Linked DNA regions of Sus scrofa: all the other regions are linked to region 1. The links are chromatin contacts, called in public Hi-C maps. All regions are on one chromosome and are shown on one strand. The core of a region is the stretch at or near the end of the contact, and the rest is flanking DNA. Distances in the headings are between cores, read along the strand shown. Region 1 overlaps LOC110260223 (a long non-coding RNA gene). Region 2 has its middle 360 kb from the start of MYC. Region 3 has its middle 740 kb from the start of MYC. Region 4 has its middle 680 kb from the start of MYC.

Region 1 (2,700 bases), core at 130-2,629:
GAGTTGGGTGGACAATTCATAGCTCTGATTCTTGTGCTTTAAACTGATGATTCTCAGACTTTAATCAGCATAAGAATCATGTGGAGAGATTGTTAAAACCCAGTTTACTGGGTCCCACCTACCAGAGATGCTAATTGGGTAGGTCTCAGGGGGAGGGCCTGAGGCTTCGCATTTGCACGTAATACTGATGCTGCTGGTTGAGTAGCAGCTGTTCCAAAGCCAGGCTTTCTGCTTTCCTTGGTAAGTTCTGATGAAGTAGTAGATATTCTCGGGTGGTGATAGAAGTGTTTCTGGTACAACATCTCTGCGGAGCAATTGGCAATTCCAATTAAAATCCAAAAAGTAGACTTTGACCAAGAGTTCCGCTTCTGGGAACTTTATGTTAGAGAAGTAATTATGAAGATGATCAAACTATTTAAGGACTATGTGCCTGGCATTGTAGGAGTCCAATAAATCTTTGTGGAATGTGTTGCTGAATGGAAGATAGTTCATTGCTAAAGTGTTTATAACAGGGAAAACTGCAAGCAAGCAAAATATACAGATGTCAAAAGGGATTGATAGATAATATTAATACATACCATTTCAGTTGGAAACCAGGCAACTTCAAAATATTAGAAAGGATGATGGCAAAATAGCAATATGTGAAAACATTGGTATCACCTCATCTTGTTGGATATTTTCCTCTATTTATTTATTTATTTGTCTTTTGTTTTTTTAGGGCCACACCTGTGGCATATGGAGGTTCCCAGGCTAGGGGTCAAATTGAAGCTGTAGCTGCCGGTCTACACCACAGCCACAGCAAGGAGGGATCTGAGCCATGTCTGTGATCTACACCACAGCTCATGGCAACGCTGGATCCTTAACCCACGGAGCAAGGCCAGGGATCGAACCTGCCTCCTCATGGATCCTAGTCAGGTTCGTTAACCACTGAGCCAGGACGGGAACACCATTGTTATATATTTTCAAGGGCATTAATAATGTGATATCAGTCAATTCTTTTTGTTTGTAATGACTGGTGTTTTTTGATTGTGATTTTGTTTGTTGGTGTGTCTGTGAGAAGCATCTGTTACCTGTGTCATTAAACAAAACCTCAAATAAAATCAGCATAAAATGTTAACTCTTTAACCTGGGGCTCCCTGGTGTGATTCAGGACCTTTTCCTGGATCTACCACCGTGGAGGAAGCAGGAGATTTTTGGTGTGGAGGGAGGAGTGTTCTTCGCCTTTGAAGAGACTGTTGCAATCCCAGTTAATGGAAACCAGATGCGTTTGAACCTCGGCTTTCCGGCTGGGTTACTCTTTATCTTGGAGCCCTCCTTTAACTCTGGCATGAGCTGTCCTTCCCCGTGGGGCTGATGTGCAAGGCTGGTTTTTAGTGGAGGTGAGCGCCTCGTGGACGTAAACATTAACCGGATTGGGCATCGTTTCCAAGTCAGCTCGGGCAAATTGTGTACAACTCCTTTGAAACTTTTAAATTAGTTGGTCAATATTAACCAGCAAGGATTGTTTGATCAACATGTCAAGGCAGGTTATTGATTACTCTTTGGTGATTTCAAAAATAGCAAGAACACTGGTATCTGCTTTTTCCATGAAATGAAATGGTGCCACTGATAATGTCTACAGTAGACGTGACGTTATGTGCATGTGACTTTATTTATCCAGACAGTTAAAATGAACAATGTTCCCTCTGGCTGATTGAATAGCAGGTTAAAACCTCTTTACTTTGCAGGAATTTTCCTGGAGTAGAGTAGGTAATTGATTTTATAGTCACTAAAATGGGATTAAAAAATGAACTTGTTAAGGAAAAAATGGGGAGAGAGGCAACTGGGTCAGTTGAAAATTGAGTATCTAGAGATGAGCCTGTAGAAGCTGATAGTAACTTAGGTCATGACGGATCAACTGCTACAGGGATTTGCCTTAGTTTCTAAATTTGTGTGATGTGTGGATTTCAAAGTGAGACTTTCCAGTTTGGGTTATTTTTATAAGTTGTGTAACTTGCGGAAAAAATGCCTCAATATTTTTGGACCACAGTTACCTAATTGCATAAAAAAAATGCATCACTTCGCGTAATATAGATCCATGGTCAGTAAATGTTTGTTTATGCTAATGATGTTGACAGTAATACAAAATCTGGGCCAACCTTTTACCTATCACAAGGATTCAATCCTATTGACTATATAAACCAGAGAAATGAAACTGAATTTATTCATATTATTTTCATTATGAGTAATAAAATAACAATTAATTGGAAAATTGTTAAGAAAAACAAAACTTCAATTTCACCAACAGATTTAAAAATTTTTTTTTATTAAAAAATGTTTTTTTAGGGCTGAACTTGTGGCATACAGAAGTTCCCTGGCTAGGAGTCAAGTTGGAACTACAGCTGCCAGCCACAGCCACAGCCACAGCCACAGGATCTGAGCTGCATCTGTGACCTATGCTACAGTTTGTGGCAACTCCAGATCCTTAGCCCACTCAGTGAGGCCAGGGATCATACCCACATCCTCATGGATCCTAGTCAGATTCCTAACCCACTGAGCTACAATGGAAACTCCCAGATACTTTTATAATGAAACTTTGTCCCAGTAAAAGATAAAAAATTTTTAGTGACTTCCAATTCTAGGTTGAAGAGTAGATGAGAAGGCTTTTCATTTCCCTTCAACTCTGAGTCCCTTGATTCCAAGAAACTAGAAAAATCAACA
Region 2 (2,700 bases), core at 140-2,639, 150 kb before region 1:
TTGGTTGTTGGGAACAATAAACAGGATAAAGCCCCTGCGGTCTTGCCGTCTGCCTCTTCACAGTCAGCATTCAATTTAAGTTAGGTAATTTTATTTTCTAGAACCTGCGTATCCCTGACTCTTACACACAGCAGGATGCACGCAACGCCATTCTTCTCTGTAGCTGATGGCACATGGCTTGTGAGGCCTTCCTTTTTTTTTTTTTTTTTTTTTTGTCTTTTTGCCTTTTCTAGGGCTGCTCCCGTGGCATGTGGAGGTTCCCAGGCTAGGGGTCTAATCGGAGCTACAGCTGCCGGCCTACCCAGAGCCACAACAATGAGGGATCCGAGCCGCGTCTGTGACCTACACCACAGCTCACGGCAACGCCAGACCCGTAACCTATTGAGCAAGGCCGGGGATCGAACCTGCAACCTCATGGTTTCTAGTCAGATTTGTTAACCACTGTGCCACGAAGGGAACTCCAGAGGCCTTCCTTTTTTCTGGATGGGTTTTAGAAGTGGACAGGAGGAGGATGTGGTCTGTACACAGTTACTCAGAAGGCTCTGCCAACTATGAGTTCTTTGCTGGCTGGAGCACTCGGCTCTGAAACATGCTGCAAGATCGAAATGGGCTTTTGGGGCTGAGTTATGCTCTCAGTTACACTCGTGTGACAAAGATTGCTATCTTGACTCTTCAAGCCAAGGAGGGAGGGGTCTATGTGGGCAGGGGGCAGAACGGGGAATTAGATGTCCTTAGACGTGGCTCTTAGAGTTCTTCAGAAATAAGAGGTTATAGCCGGGTTTTGCTGGGGGGTCAAGGTGGGCGGAATGAGCTCATAAGCCAAGTACAAACCCAGACAAGGAGGAAGTGAATTCACATTCTTGCTTTCTACTAAGGCAAGAAAAACAAAACAAAACAAAACCCACCGACCTGTTCCCAAGAGCTCATTTTCCATCTCTGCTGGGCTCATCAGAGTGCAGCGCGAGTCTGCACAGAGGCCTTGGTGGGAGAGGGCTGGTGAAAGCTCACCTTTGGAGCCCCTGCCTTTTTTATATGAAACATGCCCCGGACTCTCCTGAGGGCCCCGCTTATGGTGGATGCAGCCTGCTGGGCCACAGAGGGAAACTGCAGGGGGTGTCCAAGTTCACATGGCCCACATTCCAGGGGAATGTTTTTGACATTGAGCAATAGAAGGGCTCTGCCAGGTTTGGGTCTGTCCGATTGGAATGCAACCGAAAAGGAAAGTCCCGGAGTGATTCAGATTCTCACCTCCCCACAACCTCTTCTTGTTTTTTTTTAATTCCTTTTAATTCTCTGATGACGAACTCAGCCCAGCACGCCTACTGACCCCATAGCCCTTGTTGGTGCTGATAAAAGTGCAACTGCCTGGGAGATAGGAATGTAAATCAGAATATTTTGTTGAGTCATGTGTACTCTGCGGCTCTTTCCCAAACATTGCATCAGACCCGTAATTGGCAGCTCCCAGGACTCTGCTGGGTGACATTGAATGTCCAGGAAAAGCTCAGTCCGTTTCTCGACAAAATGTACTCTCACTCACTCCATCTGCCTGGTGGTAATATCCTGTTCTTAAGAAAGCCGAACCCCTGGACGGAGCAGAGGCACAAACCGGTTTTGTAGATAAGTTTGAAAAATAAGACAATTGGCCTTTCCCACCCACTCGGGTCTCTTAGCAACAAGACAGCTGATGGTATCCACCCGGGGGGAATAAAGGCACAGAACATGTGGGGGAGCCTGTCTGAATTCCTGCCCGCCGTCTGATTTATTGAAATCTTCCTGCATTCTTGGGTGTGGAGACCCAGGAGCCACGTCATAAGAGCTTTCCCCTGACCTTCTCATGACCCCCGCAAATGAGCAGATAGAGGAAAAATCTCAGCATGGAATGGACATTTTTCCTCTGTGAGAATCTGCTTTATCTGAGGGGGCCATTTCCTTTGATCTGGGGAGTCACCATTTGAAAACTTGAATGTGTTTCTAGAGGGAGGCAGGCTGGGATGGGACTCTGGAGAGAGCATCAGACTTGGGATGGGGGGGGATGTCTGATGTCCCCGGTGCTCTCTCCCTGTGGGACCCCAGGCAGGAAACCCCTGTGCTCTCCCCTCCACCCAGCACTGGCGTTCTCAACTGCAAAGTAAGGATGCTGCATTGGATGCCTTTCAGCACTGAATCGGCGATGAGTGTCTCTGTGTGTGTGAGTGTGTGCATTTATATCAACTTTCTATTCTAACATGTGAGAATTACTGAGTGGTAGAGCAAGGCCGTGAGGCCAGATCTGGCAAAGTCGGAAGCCTGTATCCATAACCACTGTGCTCTCCTCGGGCTGTGCCCACAGAGGAGCCACAGCATGGGTATCTTATGTTGTATCTGGGGATTTTTTTTTATCGATATCTATGAGTCCATGGGAGTTGAGTAGACCTGGGATGTTGCAGAGGATTTAGGCTTTAAGTCAGAGGGATCTGGGTTCATATTCTTGGTCTGCCTCTTAATATTCATATGGCCTTGGGATGCTCAACTATGACATGGGAATAACAAATCCTATGTGTTGGAGTTCCCGTCGTGGCTCAATGGTTAATGAATCCAACTAGGAACCATGAGGTTGCGGGTTTGACCCTTGGCCTCAATCAGTGGGTTAAGGATCTGGCATTGCCGTGAGCTGTGGTGTAGGTGGCAGACATGGATCAGATCCTGTGCTGCTGTGGCTGT
Region 3 (2,700 bases), core at 23-2,522, 230 kb after region 1:
TCAGCCCTGATCTTGGCCAGTCTTCAACCCAGGAATAGCCTTCATGAATTAGCCTAGCTCAACTTGGCTATGAAGTCGGAGCATCGATTTGTAATTTGTTCTTTTGCTATTTTTGGGGCCACTCCTGTGGCATATGGAGGTTCCCAGGCTAGGGGTTAATCGGAGCTGTAGCCACCGGCCTATGCCAGAGCCACAGCAACACGGGATCCGAGCCGCGTCTGCAACCTACACCACAGCTCACGGCAATGCCAGATCGTTAACCCACTGAGCAGGGGCAGGGATTGAACCCCCAACCTCATGGTTCCTAGTCGGATTTGTTAACCACTGCGCCACGATGGGAACTCCTGATTTGTAATTTGATAAAAGATTCTGCTTTCTTTCCCTCCAAAAACCCAAGTGTGGACTGGCAGAGGCTTCTGACATAGCAGGTAGGATGGGTGGGGCAATTTAAGATGGGCACAGAGGAAATAATGGAAATAATGTATTAGTCAAAAGAAGTTCAGAACTTCTCTGAATTGAGATCATATAGTGAGACCTCAGTAAAGGGGGTTTCCCACTTCTACCCCAACAATCCTGGGAAATTCTCCAAAGCTGCCCAGTCACTTCATATCTGCTTCATGAATGAGGGCTATGAACTTGGGAACCACTCATCCTTCATAAGCAGTTCAGTGAAGAAGAAAAGTAAAGTTGCCTTCTACCAATAAAGACTGCATAGTAGATACCAAGGGAGGAGCTTTACACATATGACCATACTTAATTTTCATAACAAAGCTGTTTGAATATATGATTGTCCTCATGTTATAAACTTGAGTGTGGAGTAGTTAATTGCTATAGTAAAGATTATGAAAGTGGAAAGTGGCAGAGAGAGGTTTCTAACCTAGATCTTTCTAATAGCCCAGCACATGCTGCTTACTTGAGTATTCAACACTGACGCTCCTTTAATATATTTTGATAAATGAAAAACCTTGAAAATGAAATTGTATCTCTCTTGCCAGGATCATAGATCTAATTTGAGTCAGTAAATATGGTGGGCTTCAGTAAATATCTGTCCAGTTGTTTCTTTCAAGTACTTTAGGAACAGGAGAAAGAAATCCAAAGTGAATAGGACTATCTATTCAAGCTGCTGAAACGTCAGCACAAAAGAATGGGGCTAATTTGTAAGCTAACATATCAGAACTTACCAATATCAATGGGAGCCAAGTCCTCACCAAACTGGTTCCCTTGGAAAGATGCCCACTCGTCCTGGCAGTGCCAAGTAGCAACAGAAAATAAGTGTGGACTTTGAAATCAAAGGGCCTATGTGGAACTCCAGCTCCACCACTTTCCACCTGCTCAAGCTTGGGCAAACCTTTTTCTCTTAGAATCTGAGTCTAGAGAAAGATATGCTTGCCATACACACAGATGTACTCTGCGTCCCTTCCTCTCATACTCGTTCTCTCTTTTCCGTCTGCCCTTCCTTTATTCTTCTTTCATTCATGAGTACTAAAAGCTCTTCCTGCTGCATCTCCCGTGGTATGTTTTACCATGACAACATCGATTGCTTCCACATGATGGTGATTCTCGCTTCTATGCGTCTCTGGCTTCCTCTGGCTGGAATGGCTTTCATTTCTCCTTGTCTTCAGGAGATTTTACTTATCCCTCAAGATCTAACAGAAGTATCACTTCTTAATTACCATTGTGTCTATGACCCTCTCTCCTCTTCTCCAAATAGAACTGGTTTCTCCTCTCTGGTCAGAGAGGCTAGCTTCAAGCAACGCTGTGCCTACATTTAATTTTCACATCTGATCTTGTCTGGCTCATCAATGGAGCAGAGCTTTTGTGAGACATTTTCTAAGAAGAGTTGAAGCACTTCACAGAAGATCATTCACCCTAGTTTTAAAAAAAGGAAAAATTTTATTTTAATATTTGGAAACAAGGAAAACAAATGTGGTGTCTCCAGTGGGATAGATCTCACCCCATTCCCACATCCCTATCACACCTATTCTTTAGATTTAGGCTTAAACTTAATCGAAGATTTCACCTTCTTTGCAAAGTTATATTGACTAGTCGTGCCTGCCTAGAATAATGGGTTAAGAGGAATTTTGCGTCTGTAGCCAGGCTCAGTGAACAGTAGTCTCATAATTGATTAATGATGTCTGCCAGGATCTTGGAAAATGTGAGTGGCCACACATATGCACATTTACCATCGCTGAACTAGACAATTTCTAAGCCCATATCTAGTGCTGAAAGTTTATGAATAAATTTAATCAAATCTGACCTCTATTTAATGCTTCACAAGTTATTCCGAGACCTACATTATGAAGATCTGTGTCAATGAAGTATTGATTAATGGAGACTTCAGTGTGATGGACTGTTGCATAAACTAGCTTTGTCTGTTCTTGTTCTTAGGCGGCATCCACATTTAGCACTTCACAGAACAGGTTTATTAACTAAGTTATCCAATGTCATTATTTTTTACTCTGCACAAAGAAGTCCTATCTGCTTCATTTTGGTTTAATTTGAGAGACAATAGGTCCTGTTCAGTATGCAGACTCCTAAAGATACACTGATGCCTTTATTAAGTGTGTCCCCGGAATTTCCAGTAACATAGACATAGAAACAAATGAATGAAGTACAGGGTGAGGTGTACAATCACAGAAGTTTCCGCCACTGATTCTGAAGCTTTTCCACCAAAACTGAAGAGAAAGTTTCCCTCCATCA
Region 4 (2,700 bases), core at 76-2,575, 170 kb after region 1:
CCAGAACGAAGTCACTGGATAATTTTAGGCACAGCCCGTTCTGGCTTTGTCATCTTCTGGAAAACAGACCTACGAGGACCTTTCCTCACACCATAGACTAGACATCCAGTCCAAAGTCTGTCACTGTACCTTAAGATGAGCTGGATTTCCTTCTGGCTGTGTGGCCCCAGCTACCACTCTTCCAAAAACGATTTGGCCCCACTCAAGTTCAATGCAGAACTTTTTCCTCCTTCTTAAGGGGCACTTCTTCTGGATTCTGGACAGCATCCATTCATGTTACAAACCACACCTACTTTGTAGGCATGTGTCTCTCATTTATTCTTTAGAGCAATCACATCATGCAGAGAATGACAGTCCCATTTCATAGATAGGAACATAGAGGGATTTGATCCCTTGGCAAAGGTGAGGGGTATTCCATGGAGTACCCACCGTGGTGCAATGGGATCGGCAGCATCTCTGTAGTGCTGGGGATGCAGGTTTGATTCCCAGCCCTGTGCAGTGGGTTAAGGATCTGGCATTGCCACAGCTGTGACAATTCCATATGCCATGGGCTGGCCGAAAGAGAACCAAAAAAAGGCCAGGGTACTCCTGTGATGTTAACTTCAATCTCCCTGCCTCCACTTTTCCCTGCTCTAACCCAGCTCTACAAATTGTCCTGATGCACGGCTATCCTTGAAGACAAATATGATTTCTACCAAGCTTTGGATAAACTTACTTCTTTTCATGATCTATTAATTTTCTCTGCCTCGATTTTCCCATCTATTGAAAAAACAAAAAGTAATAAGGCTGAGTTACCCATGTTTGGTTTGTTGAAGTAGTCTAAATTCTTCTGAATCAGGATGAATGCAAATTGCCTTGTTGTTTCACTAATTAATAGTATCTGCTTGGAAATGCAACTATTAGTGCACAATAAATGATAAGGCTGATAATTACGGAAGACAGTAATTGCTTATTTTTATTTTGCCCTTAACTTTCCTCCCACTTTATCTTCCTGAGTTATAGCTACCTCTGTAGGGGTTAACAAAACATATTAGAAAATCTAAACAATACGTTCCTTTCCCAAGGGTTTGGAAATTGATGAATCACCTTACTCTGCTTGCAGCGTTCAAACTGTGTGTTTGACACATGGCCGGAAAAGTGGGCCCTTTGAAATTCGAGCTGAGTACAGATCATGTCACCTGCCTGGCGCGTGACCTGTTCCTCTCACCACCTGACCCCCTGTGCCCAACGTCACCTGGTGCCTGAAATCTGGAAGCGGAAAGTCCTTGACTGGAGTCAGCGGAGAGAAAATTGTCACCTGCTTGGGCACAAACATGCCTGGTGACTGCGTCACTGTTTGTTAAATGGGATCAGCTAATAGTTGCACAGCGGACCTTCAAAGCCTACAATGGGGCTGATGAAGTTTCTGTAAATTCACTCTCTGTGTGACGGCCTTGGACTTTGAATCTCAAGTACACTGGGAGCATTTTGAGCTTGCCGACAGGCATGCACTCTGTTTGGTTCAACTGCAATGGAAGAGAACTGCCTTCATTTCTACCACCCCTCACCTGGACCCAGCCGCACTCTTGCCTCAAGGCTTTTGCAGTGCTGTTCCCCTTGCCTAGACACGCTTCCCCCCATGCCAACGTGACTTGCTCCAATGTTTCACTTAGCTACCGCCTCACTAATCATCTCCTTAGAGACCTTCCAATCGCTCTCTTTCTCCTTCCCCCGCCTTATGTTTCTCCAAAGCACCTGATTCCAATCTACATATTTATTTGACTGGTAGTCTCCTGGTCATCCGAGGCAGAAGCCCCATGTCTGTGTGCCCTGCTCTGCCCCCAGTGCCTGCAGCAGGACCTGATTCTGAATAAACCCTCAATAAATATTTTTTGAATAAAGGAATGAGTGAAGGAACTATTTCCCCCAATTTCACAAATGGAAAAACTGAAAAATAGAGAGAGGGAATAAACTAGACAAGTTCGATAGCCACTTAGGGGTAGAGCGAGATTTAACACTTTGATTTCCGAGTTCACAATCCCGTTATGTTTTCCTTCCCTTTAACTCTGTCCTCCAATATTCGGCAGCTAAGACGTCCCTGACTCACCATTTGCTTACCAGCCTTTAACCATTTCATGTCTGTGGATAGAACTAGAATTTTATGAGAGATAAATGCTTATGAACTCAGTTCTTATTGAATTGATCTGTTTCACAACTCTTTCAAAGGCAAAGTTAATGGGACGTTGATTAAGCTTCCTATTACATTTTGAAAACATTTTATTTGTTATGTTTTTCTTTTTATGGCCTCACCTGTGGCACATGGAAGTTTCTAGGTGAGAGGTCGAATCAGAGCTGCAGCTGCCAGCCTATGCCATGGCCACACCTAATCCAAGCCGCATTGTCACAGCTTGAGGCAATGCCTGATCCTGAACCCACTGAGCAAGGCCAGGGATCGAACCTACGTCCTCAAGGACACAATGTTGGATCCTTAACCCACTAAGCCTCACTGTTGACTCCTAAAAACATTTTAAAATATAAGTGATTATAAGCATTTATCATATAAGTGAAGATATGCATAAATTATTAAGTAAAAATAAATACTTTATTCCCATACCTAAGTAATCTTTTAAGTATATTAGCATGAATAGTTAATAATTAAAATCATGCTGTATGTAAAGTTTTCTGATGTTTTTATATGTTCCATTTTAGACATGTTCTGAT

The links. A called contact is a pair of places that touch in the nucleus more often than the background predicts.
Region 2: a contact with region 1 is called in a Hi-C map of liver, with 7 times the contacts expected there. A contact is called at or near these places in 6 of 47 Hi-C or Micro-C datasets (embryonic fibroblasts, fibroblasts and liver).
Region 3: a Hi-C map of liver shows a contact between it and region 1, with 8 times the contacts expected there. A contact is called at or near these places in 1 of 5 promoter capture datasets (liver) and 6 of 47 Hi-C or Micro-C datasets (fetal liver and liver).
Region 4: a Hi-C map of liver shows a contact between it and region 1, with 3 times the contacts expected there. A contact is called at or near these places in 5 of 47 Hi-C or Micro-C datasets (fetal liver, liver and skeletal muscle).

The regions. Positions count from the first base shown.
Region 1 is chr4:11,947,795-11,950,494 of Sscrofa11.1, reverse strand. All of the region lies in intron 2 of LOC110260223 (a long non-coding RNA gene), which reads left to right. Among named protein-coding and RNA genes, the nearest start is that of MYC, 510 kb to the left of the region's middle.
Region 2 is chr4:12,098,815-12,101,514 of Sscrofa11.1, reverse strand. No RefSeq gene overlaps it. Among named protein-coding and RNA genes, the nearest start is that of MYC, 360 kb to the left of the region's middle.
Region 3 is chr4:11,722,298-11,724,997 of Sscrofa11.1, reverse strand. No RefSeq gene overlaps it. Among named protein-coding and RNA genes, the nearest start is that of MYC, 740 kb to the left of the region's middle.
Region 4 is chr4:11,777,821-11,780,520 of Sscrofa11.1, reverse strand. No RefSeq gene overlaps it. Among named protein-coding and RNA genes, the nearest start is that of MYC, 680 kb to the left of the region's middle.